Linked DNA regions of Sus scrofa: region 1 is linked to region 2. Evidence: chromatin contacts called from public HiChIP or PLAC-seq data. All regions are on one chromosome and are shown on one strand. The core of a region is the stretch at or near the end of the contact, and the rest is flanking DNA. Distances in the headings are between cores, read along the strand shown.

Region 1 (6,112 bases), core at 3,499-5,998, 82 kb after region 2:
CTGTGGCCTGGATGCTCTACCTGTGACCAAAGCAGCTTTGCCCAGGGCAGGCAGTCCCCTTGGTCACCCCACACGGACGACGGCCACTGTGTGACTAATGAAACATGTTACCCTGACGCCTCCTGGTGCCAAAAGGCCAGGAAAGTAGCACATCTTTATCTTCCTGCCCTTTATCTGCCCTGATCATCTCAGCAGAGTAGCTCAATTAGCTAAGCATATATCACAGGCTGGTAGCCCCCCAATACTGACATTCTCCTCTGTGACATTCCTCCTCCTTGGCTGTTAATACACGAAGGGATTAGGGGGAAGCACTCAACAAACTACAGACAGCTGAGGGATTATTCTGTGTTAATGTATATAAAAAGCAGATCCTATGCTTAGGCTCTTTTTCTATTTCGTTATAGAAAGAAGCACACCAACACAGTGTGTTGTCCAAATTAACACTGATAATAGGAGTTCCCACTGTGGCTCAGTGGTAACAAACCCAACCAGTATTCATGGGGATGCAGGTTCGATCCCTGGCCTCGCTCAGTGGGTTAAGGATCCGGCGTTGCTATGAGCTGTGGTGTAGGTCGCAGATGCAGCTTGGATTCCCCCGTTGCTGTGGCTGTGGTGTAGGCCGGCAGCAACAGCTCCAATATGACCCCTAGCCTGGGAACTTCTATATGCTATGGGTGTGGCCCTGAAAGAGACCAAAAACAAAAAACACAAAAATGAAATATTGATAATAATAACCCACAAATATCAAGCAGCAGCACTGTCCCAGATAATCTGTCCAGCAATCCACATCCACAACTTCATCTGACCCTTGTGACAACCCCGTAGGTAGAGGTGTTTACTCTCATTTTAAAGATAAAGAAAGAGAAGTGGCAGAATGTGTAAAAACAGAGCTGGGACTGGAGTCAAATGTGCCCGCCCTCCTGGCCCATCCTTAACCTTTAGGGAACTCCAGCAGCAGGAGCATGCTGGCACCAGGTGGGGGCTTTCAGAAGGAGATTCCTGGGCCTCACCCCATCCTTACAGAATCAAACCTTTATAAGCTTCTAGTCACACCCATGGCTAAGGACCAGCAGACTTCAATACTAGTTAAAAGCGTGTTACACAGCAAAGCATTATTCAACTAACTGGAGGTATTGCAGGGAATTGGGTGAGCCTCGAGTTTTTATTATTCCAAAATATACAGGAGACAGCTAATTATTTTGATTTGACTGTAATCTCTACAAGGTGAGGAACAATTGATAAACATTGGGCTGGGCCAGGAGGCCGAGTAAGGAAGTATTCTTCCATCCCAGGAAGGCGGGACCTGAACTGGTCCTGAATTGGGGCAGAGAAGCTGGAACACAATGTATGTGTGCCTATTAATTTTCCCATGCTGGGCACAGGGCAGACACTTGTCAGAGAGATGCATGAGTGAAGGACTGACTCCCTCCAGGTGAAAGTAATTTTTTCTTTTTCTTTTTTTTTTTGGGCCGCACCCGCAGCATATGGAAGTTCCCAGGCTAGAGTAGAAATGGAGCAGTAGTCATTTCTGGCGCAGGCGACACCACAGCCACCGCAACGTGGGATACGAACCGTGTCTGCGACCTACACCACAGCTCACGGCAACCCTGGATCCTTAACCCACTGAGTGGGGCCAGGAATCGAAAACGCCTGATGGATACTAGTCAGGTTTGTTACCGCTGAGCCACAACGGGAACTTCCAGCTGGAATTAATTTCACTCTCCTCTCCATTCCCTGTATTTGATTTGCAACTTTCAAAAAATCTTATTTACCACATTCTGCCCTTCACTCCTGCTATTCGAAACCATGTCTCATCTTTGCCAGAAGGTAAGCATTCAGGGGGAAACTCCACCTCCTTCTGAGCTAGGTCCCCTTCTACCCCTAACACAAGGCACAGCGGTGACCCCTAACAGGGACCCTCAAGGCAGAATGAGTGTCTCATTTGATTTCAACTGTGACCTGATTCACATATGTGGGTCCTGGTTATTCACAAGGCATAAGCCTACCAAACCTTCCAGCACTGTGGCATCACTGTGGCATCACTGTGGAATGTTGGTCACAGTGGCAGAGACCTCTGTATGAAAATCATTAGGAATTTGGTAGACCTCAGGCTTCAGGAAGACGATGGCTCTGGGAGGCAGAGTCCTAAATATCAGATGCTTAAAGTGAAGGGGCTACAGCAACAACCAAAAAGGTACTTTGCCTTCTGTTCTCCTGATGTGCACTGTAGAAGTCCTATCCATAGTTAAGAACACCCTGAAATAACCAAGACTGTGACATAGAGCCAGGGATGAATACTCCCCTCAAAAGCAGGCTCATCCCTGAGCAAAGCAACTGAGACAGTAAGTTTAACAGGTAAAGGGATACCACTTTCTCTCCACCAGCCCTGTCCCACTCCTTTAGCTTCTTTTTTTTTTTTTTTTTTTTTTTTGCTTTTGCTTTTTACGGCCACACCCACGGCATATCCCAGGCTAGGAGTAGAATCAGAGCTGTAGCCTCTGGCCTATGCCACAGCCACACAAGATCAGAGCCCCATCTGCAACCTACACCATAGCTCACGGCAACACAGGATCCTTAACCCACTGAGCAAGGCCAGGGCTCGAACCTGCAACCTTGTGGTTACTAGTTGGATTTGTTCCTGCAGAGCCGAGACGGGAACTCCCCTCCTTTAGCTCTTTATTGCTCTCATGTCATGGTGCTACATACTGCATGGTGCCCCTCTAATGCCTTGTGCTGTGCTGCTTTTTGCTGCTTCACACACCATTATCCCACTTGATCCTCACAGGATGAGATGGAGAAAGGGCAAAGGTTATCAACTCCATTTCTTGGATAAGTGAGGCTCAAGTTGCACAATACACATGATATGCCTAAAGGACCAGAAAGTGACACTTAATTGGTGAAATGAACAAACAAATGAAAGGCATGAATCTCTACAGCTGGAAATAATCTCACTGTCTCTAAATGAACCCACATCTGATCTTACCTTGCTTACAAATCTTTTTGCTCTACATCACAAAAACCTAAGAGTTTTTGTGCTGCTCAGGGAGCCAAAAAAGATGATGAGGTTACTAGAATAGTCTAATAACCACTGCAAAGTCCAGTCTGCACAATTCCACTCAACGGGTAATGGGCTGCTACAGGTAGCTGGGGATTTGGTCCCTGAGACTCAGCCCTGTGAAGATGACAGATGAGTCAAGATACACAAGAGGAGAAAGCAGTCTTGTGAGCACTGTAAAGAGGAATTAAGATGCAAATGCCAATGGCCTATGCTGATTTTCTCACCTCCAGAAGTCCAAGGGTATTTCATAAAAACTGAAAATGAAAACTCTTTGGAGTTATTTTAACCGTTAACAGAAAAAGGCTTTTTCTGAGGAGGAAAAATATGCCAACGACTCAAAATGAAGCTACAGTATTGTTTTGGAATTGCCTTGGGAAACTGGCAAAAGAAAACCCACCCAGGGTGGGATTCGGTCCAGCGGCTCCGCGGCTGCACCGCCTAAAGTCTGGGACTACACTCGGCCAGTGATTGGGGGTGGAATCCAGTGACTATTCAGGGGACAACGGTGTCACACAATTTTCACAAAATGGGACCAAGTCCACCCAGTCACTGCTGACAACTTGAGAGGCTTCCCAGAGAACTGAGATAAAGTCAGCAGCCCGTGGCCCAGGAAGGAATATGTATTCCTCTGGGATTAAGCAGGACCAGAGGACCTGGCCAGGCTCGGTTCCTCACAGACACACCCTTTGTTAAGCTCCAGGAGTCCAAAGTCTAACCACGAGTTGAAGATTTGGGTCGCCCGGATTGGGTCAGCTGGTTTCTCTTACGCTTGCAACTTTCTCTAACAGTACTTTAAAAAAAGAAGAAAAAAAAAATATGTTAACAGAAAAAGTAGAGGGAGTGAGACTGAAGTGAAGCCGTTCCGAAAGTTCCGGAGAGGCCCTGGGGGGAAAAGAGCTGACGGGGACTGGACGTCCTTTAAGGTCACCGCACACATCTAACGCAAGCGTCTACACTGCCCGCAGCGCGAGGCTCAGCCTGGGGCACCCGGCGGGAGGCGAGTCTGGGAAGCCGCGTTGCGGGATGGGCACAACTCCCCTGAGAAGAAGCAGAGGCAGCTCCCTGGCAGAAACTGGCCTCGGGGTGCCCTAAAGTCTCCATTCGCCTGTCATGGGTGGGGTAGACGCGGCCCCAGCGCATCGCAGCGAAGCCCCTGCCGTGGGTACCTAAGCCGGGAGCCGGGCCGAGCCCCCGGGTGGCCGGAGATCTGCGGAGCCCAGCGGCGCGCCCAGCCCAGAAGGCGCCCGCGTCCGGACCCTCACGGTCCGCCGCCCCTTCCTTCTCTGCCCGCGGGTACTGGACGCGCAAGCCGCGGGGCCCGAGTCCGCCCCTCCCGAGACCGCGCGCCCGCCCCCGCCCGCAGCGGACGCAGCCCCGACGTCCCCGCGGCCCCCGCCCGCGCCCACCCGGCGCCGAGCCGAGATGCCCAGCCCAGCCCTCCTCGGGGTCCCTGGGGGCCTAGAGGGTCTCCACGGGCGCTGCCCTGAGTCCCCGGAACCCGGTCGCGCCCTTGGCAGCGGCAGCGGCGCGTCCCTTACCGTGCAACGGCTCCGGGCAGCTCCAGGGCCCTGCGGCGCGCCGGGCATTTTTCTTAGGGAAACTTCTCCCCGGTTCGTAGGGCTGAGCCGGCCGGGCAGGAAAAGCGCTCAGCGCCGGGAGGCTGCGACCATCCGGGAACTTCGCTGGGATGTAAACCCTCCCCCTCGGCTCCCCGTCCCCCCCGCCCCCCCTGCGGCCCCGCCGCATGTGGACGCGCCGCGAGGCCGCTGCCGGCCCTTCGCCTCCTCTCTGTGCGCCGCGCCCGCGCTGCCTGGAGCTGAGGCTCTGCGCCCCACGGCCTAGGGCCTCGACGGAGCGTGGCAGCAATGGGGCGATTGGAAGCTGGGGCTCCTGTGTCGCTCCTTCCCCTCCCCTGGGTTTGCAAAGAGGTGGGAACTGGAAGGGGTGTCCAGCTCCAGGGCCCTTTCCTCCGAAGACTCCACAGCTTCCCGCTGTCGGGGTCCCTTCACCACCGCCATCACCACCCCCGTACCCGACCCCCCGCAACCCCAAGAGAGGGAAAGACTTTTCCCGGCCTTCTCTGTCCTCAGAGAGTCCGGCTTGGAAACACCTTAAATTGAAATTCATCTTAAAAAAATGAATTTTAAAATGGAGTGGCACCCACAAAGACCCAAGGTCCACCTGCATCTTTCTCTCTGCCCACTGTGTGGGGACAGCAGTGCTCGTCTTATGGAAAGAAGGCAAGTCCCCCCACCAAGAACCAGCAGGATTCTCTGAGTAGTTCCACTCCTAGTAGGGATGTAGCTAATCAGCCACCCACATCCTCAAATATGGTAGCACCAGCAGCAAACAGTTGGAGAAACCTGAGGTTCTACGCCATTGCCGGAGCTGTTACTGACCAGCTCTGAAAGCGGCCACCTCCAGGATCCAAGCACAAGCTCACACTAAGACAACACAGATGTTAGAATCTATGTGTTTGAAAAGAACAACAAATTGTGATCGATATAATAACCATGTAATCATATTACATGGTTAAAATGTTAAACCATTAAAATGGTTTTCATGTTTATTCATGTTAAAATACCAAGGCTGTATATCCCTCGAATAAAAGCAGGACAGGTGGGAATACATGCACTTCAGAATGGATGTCCTAGCTTGAAGAGGCCCTTCATCCTTGACTTTAGGCTGTCTGCTTGTAGGCCAGTCCCCATGTGCACCTTTGCACCTTGACATGCTCTTAACAGATACAATAATTCTTCTGGGAAAGAGATTTAGTAACATGGGTAAACTTCTCAATGACAAACTTTTGTCCCTGAATGAACCCATCTTTGGGTAAGCTTTTCTTTTTCAGCCATTTCCGTGGTGATATGCATGTTATGTTTTACATAAAATGAAGACAAGCCATTGCATATGTCAACGTATTATTCCAGACTTGGAAAAAAAACCAAAGCATTTATCACAAGGTGTCATGAAAGTTAAAAGCCCGGGAGCTGCCTCCTACCAGCCCTCTAAGCCTCAATTTGTGCTTCAGTCAAATAGGAATAACAATAGCTC
Region 2 (6,133 bases), core at 2,310-4,809:
TCGGTCCTCTACTGAAAAATCACACAACCTCATCTCAACACACTTGCCGCTTAAAAGCCATTGAGTCCTTCCCGCTGGCTGATAAAGGAAAGACATTTAGTTTGAATATAATGTTCCTTACCGTTAAAGGAGACTGCAGGAAGGCATGAATCAGGGACACAGGCAGACAGAGAGAAGCGAGACATGAGAGAAAAACCATCCCCGAGAAAGGCATCATCTTCTAACGCAAACGTGGGATGGTTTGGGGATAGCCATTTTGGACCAGCTCTGGCCTCTTGTTAAATGTGACATACTGAGTCAGAGGCAGATGTCCTTCTGTGGTTATTCGCTTCCTGTCTGATTAATTTGTTGCTCGTTTCTTCCTCCTTTTCTGCAGAAAAAGAAGCTAGATGGGCTTTACTTAAGAAGCAAGAAAAAGCCCTACATTTGAACACTGAAATGTTTCTCCTTCCCATCAGGTGGAACATACCTTTTTGTACAGCAACAAGGTACAGCAACAAGATTGACCCCTCCAGCTGGTGCACAGCCCAACTGCACTCCAGACACCTCCACCAAAATAACTGTTCACGGACCCTGAGAGTCCTTCAAGAAAATTCCATTTCATTTTTTTATTACTATTAATTTTTGTCTTTGTAGGACCGCACCCACAGCAAATGGAAGTTCTCAGGCTAGGGGTCCAATCGGAACTCCAGCCTCAGGCCTAGGCCACAGCCATAGCAACGCCAGATCCGAGCCATGTGTGTGACCTACACCACAGCTCACGGCATCGCCAGATCCTTAACCCACTGAGCGAGGCCAGGGATCGAACCTGTGTCCTCATGGATACTAGTCCGGTTTGTTAACCACTGAGCCACTTAGGGAATTCCCAGGAAAATTCCATTTTAGAGCATCATTCTCCGTCTTGGTGGTAGGTAACATTTAGGATTAAGGAAGAGTCACTCAAGAACTGAAAGCTCTAAACTATACAAATAAGTAAGGTAAGGGATTCTTCCTCATCTACAGAGCATCCAAGTATGTAAGGAGTAAGTTACAAATGCAGGTGAAGAGAGCTGGTCAGGTATAGGAAGGCAAATGAGTTGTGAAACCTGATCTGGGTGCCCAAGTCAGGATAAATGATGTATAGACACAGCTCGCCTTTTGGTGCTTGACAGATGTCAGTTTCTATTTGTTTGTTTTTAACACACGGAAGGTCCGTCACCACCTCAAGTCTATCAGCACCATTTTTCCAACCACATTTGCTCACCTTGTGTCTCAGTATCACATTTTGATAATTCTCTCAATATTTCAAACTTTTTCATTATTATTATTTCTGCTATGGTGATCTGTGATTACCAATCTTTGATGCTACTGCTACTGGAACCTGGGGATGGCTCCACTTGAATGGAGTGTGTTTTTTTTTTTTTTTAAATAAAGGTATATTTGATTTAAAACAGTAATAAAAGTTTTTAATTAAAGTATGCACATTGGTTTTTGGACATGTTGCTACTGCACACTTAATAGGTTAGCGTGTAGGAGTTCCCGAAGTGGCTCAGTGGTTAAGGAATCTGACTGGTATCCATGAGGACGCAGGTTCAATCCCTGGCCTAGCTCAATGGGTTAAGGATCCGGCATTGCCATGAGCTGCAGTGTAGGTCGAAGACATGGCTTGGATCCCACATTGCTCTGACTGTGGTGTAGGCCAGCAGCTATGGCTCCAACTGGACCCCTAGCCTGGGAACCTCCATAGGCCATGGATGCGGCCCTAAAAAGACAAAATACAAAGATTACAGTGTAGTATAAGCACAAAATTTTTAAAGTATGCCTTTTTTTTTTTTCTTTTTTTTTTTTCTGCTTGTTACAGCTGCCCCTGCGGCATATGGAGGTTCCCAGGCTAGGTGTCGAATCGGAGCCACTGCCACAGCAAGATGGGATCTGAACTGCATCTGTGACCTACACCACAGCTCACAGCAACGCCAGATCCTTAACCCACTGAGCGAGGCCAGGGATCGAACCCACAACCTGATGGTTACTAGTTGGATTTGTTTCCGCTGCGCCATGATGGGAACTCCTGAGGCATAACTTTTATATGCAGTGGGAAACCAAAACAACTCGCTGTGTCGCGGTGTGTACTTTTTTGTGATGGCCTGGAAGGGAATCCGCGATATCTCTGAGGCATGCCTGTATAGCTCAAGTCAGCTGCAGGTCAGAGCTGTCTATGGCGAAATGTCTTGTTTCTGTGCCCCATACTTAATGGGGTAACAATAACTCTCCCAGAAGATGCTTGACAAAAAGCACGGAGATGATGAGTGCGGAAGGAGGAAAATCAGATTCCCCACTGTCAAAGGACTCTTAAGCGTTGCGTAGGCCATGGAATCTATGTAGAAAATATTATACCAAAACCTTGAGAAAGGTATAAAACATCTGGAAATGCTCATAATTTTTCTTTGACCTAACGGAAAGGTTCAGACATTATTTGTGACACACACCATTTAACTCTGAGAAAATGGTATCCGCTGAGAGAATGAAAAATAGGGGCATATTTCAGAAACTAATATCATTGTAAAATTTGAACGTTGGGTCCTGATTCTACTGGGTTCAGAGGAAAAACGCATGACAAGACCATAGGGTGCCTAATATTCCCTTACCCGTAAAATGACAGGACCGCGTAGACCAGTAGTTCTCCACTCGGGGGCTGCTGGAAATGTGTGGAGGTATTTCAGTTGGGTTTGAACTGGGGGGGAGGTGGGGGGATTCATGGGTGGAACCAGAAATGTGAAGTTTCCTGTGATGCTTAGGACTGTCTCACCCAAAATGCCAGAAGTGCTCCCACTGAGGAGTGCTGGGATAGGTGGCGTCTAATATGCTTTTAAATTCTTTGGGGTATGGATCCAGCCGCACAAGGAGTTTCATGATGCCAAGCCATGGCAGAATTCCTGGAAGTGGAGCTTCCAAGGATTAATACCGAGAGTCCTCTGCTCTGCCTGCTGCCACCTGAAGGCACAGACTCACTTCTTTTCACCTAACGCAGGGCCTCAAGTCCAAGGGACATTCAACACAGGAGTCAATACCTGGAGGCCTGGGGCTGGACAGAGGTGCAGGCCTGCAGCTATTATCTCCCTGCCCCTGCACGAACCTCGGGAAAGCAGGAAACTTGATCAACTGCCAAGGAAGTCCCCGAGTGGCTCTTTGGGGAAGTCTAACCATGGTTGGGTCTAAAAAGAGTACATGGGCAATGGGATGATTCCTCTATGTATTTATAGAATTATTGTGAAGTTCTCTAAGTAAGGGGCCCTTCCTTCCCCCTCCCACACACACAGAGGACACTGCAGTTCGTGGCTATTCGCATCCATTAGAAGAAACTCAATGAGAGGAGAGCATGTCACGTAGAAGTCTGGAGCCCACGAGACACGTGAGGGAGCAGTTGTGCAGAGTTTGGGTCTATTTCATCTTTAGTGACAACGTGTAAGCGCAGTCAACTTTGGACACATTTATGACGTGTCGGTGAGGCACCACAGGACATAAATCACACAATGGTCTTCCCTCTGCTTAAAGCTCTCCAGTGGTTTCTTCTTTCGCTTTAAAAATCCAAGCTCTCTGCCTCCGCCCACAAGATCCGAACCCTCAGCCCCACCTCTGCTCTCTGACCTCATCTCAAGTGAACTCCCTCTTGCTAATTACCTTCTAACCCTTTCTGTTTCTTTTCTTTGTTTGCTTTTTAGGGCCACACGTGGCATATGGAGGTTCCTAGGCGAGGGGTCCAATCGGAACTGCAGCTGCGGGCCTACACCACAGCCACAGCAACGGAGGATCCAAGCCATATCTGCAGCCTACACCACAGCTCACGGCAATGCTGGATCCTTAACCCACTGAGTGAGACCAGGGATCGAACCCGCAACCTCATGGTTCCTAGTCAGATTCGTCTCTGCTGTGCCACGATGGGAACTCCAGCTCTTTCTGTTTCTTAAATGCACCAGCTCATGTGCGTGCTGGGCCATGACACTTGCAAGCCCTCTCCCCTGGTTCACTCGCTTCCTGGTTCCTTCCTATTCTCCAGTTGTCAGCAAAAATGCCCTCTCTCATGTCCCATCTCTGCTCCTGCTTTCTCTCATGCACAGCACATGTCACCACCTGGCATGTTTTCACTTATTTAACTGTTGATTTACTTGCTCACCTCTCCCCACAAGAATTCGAGCGCCATGGGACCTTGTTTCCTGCTGTCTCCTCAGCATCTAGAACAGTGTCTGATACCTGGCAGGTGCTCCATAAATATTATTTGTTGAATGAAAAAGAAAATCAGGAGTTCCCATCATGGTGCAGCAGAAATGAATCTGACTAGGAACCATGAGGTTGTGGGCTCAATCCCTGGCCTTGCTCAGTGGGTTAAGGATGTGGTGTTGCCATGAGCTGTGGTGTAGGTCACAGACATGGCTTGGATCTGGTGTGGCTGTGGCGTAGGCTGGCAGCTGCAGCTCCAATTCAACCCCTGGCCTGGGAACCTCCATATGCCACAAATGTGGCCCTAAAAAAAAGAAAAAAAATTCTACTGTAACATACATTCCTTTAAAGGTTTAACACTGTTCCCCCTAAAGCAGTGACTAAGCAATGTCAAGGCTTGATTTGAGCCTTCTTTGGGGAAGGCTTAGATTAATGGAACTCTCCCAGGGAAAGGACACCAGGGAAAGCCTACCTGACGGTCTTCCAGGGAAAGATCAGCAGGTAAGCCCCTGAGCTGTGCAAATGGTGCTCTCGTTATTGGGCAGTGGGGAGAGAAAAATGGGTTGAGGAAGTTGCAAACAAATACATGCATAAACAATCCCATCAGAAAAGAAGGTAAGGCAGTGACAAGATAAAGGAAACAAGTTAGGAAACCATGGAGATAAGGAGAGGTCAGTGTGGCGGGGGGAAGGTTCTAACCATGTGGCTGACGTGGTGGCCTTGGATGCCACGCTCCCCAGGGATGCCCACAGGTAGGGTTGGACGTGAAAGTGCTTTCTGCCCTCCCTCTGTGCCCAGGTGTTCCCAGATCGGCATCAGTTTCTTAGAGTAAAGGAATTCTAAGAATGGATGAGTCCACACTACCATTTACAGATGAGGAATCAGGGATCCAGAGAGGTTAAGTGACCTGCCTGTGTCACAGAGCAGGTGGTGGCAGGGCTGATGCCAGAAAGCCCGTCTCCCTCCCTGTGGTCCAATGTCATGATGGCCTTAAGGCTTCTTTTAAATTCTAAGGAGATTTCACTTAATTCCTTTCTATAAGCCTAAGAAAAGGCAGAAGGAAGAGGGACAGGGAGAGGGCTGTGATGTAGAGGAGAGCGGTTGAGGCTAGTATTTATATTGCTGTTGGGGATGTTATTATAATCAAAGGCCGACAAAAGTGGAAATGAGAACCTGATGCAAATAAAGACAGTTATGATTCTGGACTTCAGAGAGAATTTTAAATGCATACATCACGCCATTCAACACATAGATCAGTCCCAGCTTAATGACAATAGAACAATAATCAACAGTCTCTGCATCCATCAGGTAAAGAATCCTCCACATAATCTACAGAAACAGAAAGCAGAGCAGACGGAGATGACAGCACATCAGCATGGTTCCCACAGTCTCAGAAAAGCAGTAAAGAATCCCAGCCCATGACCCTCCTATGGTGACCCAAGTCAACAGAGACTAAATAAGGGCAACGGTGACATATATAAAATATATGAACATTTGTTTTTTATAATTCTGGCTTTTCAAGTTGTGTTTCCATGACTACCTGTTATGGTGTAGTATTTCCCTGGTATGGGAAGCATGTTTCAGAATAGCGTATTCTCTCCATTCTCAAACACCGCCTTCTTCAACAGCAAAACGCTCCCCCCGCCCCTTAGAGCTTTTTAGAGGGAAGAAGAATCTGTACCGGATTAAATGTATGCATTTATTGTAAGAAGAATTCTACTTTCGAAGTGTTAAAATATGGGCATTATGTGATCTAAAAGAGCAGAAACAAAGGAATTACCCTCTTCCCCATAAATTTATCAGTAGTTACCTAGAGGGCTGATCATTTAAAAATAATCTCATAAACAGAGATCATAAAGACTCATTTTGTACGAGTCTGTGTCCTGCTAATATAAACTGGTATAATCTTACTTAGGGAAACATTTGCATTATATGTCTT

What was found. HiChIP or PLAC-seq counts read pairs in DNA pulled down with a chosen protein or histone mark.
Region 1: an H3K27ac HiChIP or PLAC-seq map of alveolar macrophages shows a contact between it and region 2, with 4 times the contacts expected there. The contact joins the promoter of WIPF1 here to the enhancer-like site in region 2. A contact is called at or near these places in 6 of 47 Hi-C or Micro-C datasets (blood, embryonic fibroblasts, retroperitoneal adipose tissue and 1 more) and 2 of 2 datasets of contacts at active chromatin or transcription factors (alveolar macrophages and skeletal muscle).

Annotation. Positions count from the first base shown.
Region 1 is chr15:80,641,714-80,647,825 of Sscrofa11.1, forward strand. WIPF1 (WAS/WASL-interacting protein family member 1) reads right to left here and starts at 4,749. Exons shown (of 9, transcript XM_021074985.1): 1 at 4,597-4,749.
Region 2 is chr15:80,560,787-80,566,919 of Sscrofa11.1, forward strand. The region is part of intron 2 of WIPF1 (WAS/WASL-interacting protein family member 1); the gene reads right to left. Among named protein-coding and RNA genes, the nearest start is that of WIPF1, 83 kb to the right of the region's middle. Within about 2 kb of position 3,560, at least 6 of the 83 cell types and tissues checked have an H3K27ac peak or open chromatin away from gene starts, as enhancers often do. A contact at or near this core is called in alveolar macrophages and retroperitoneal adipose tissue, where this site is marked.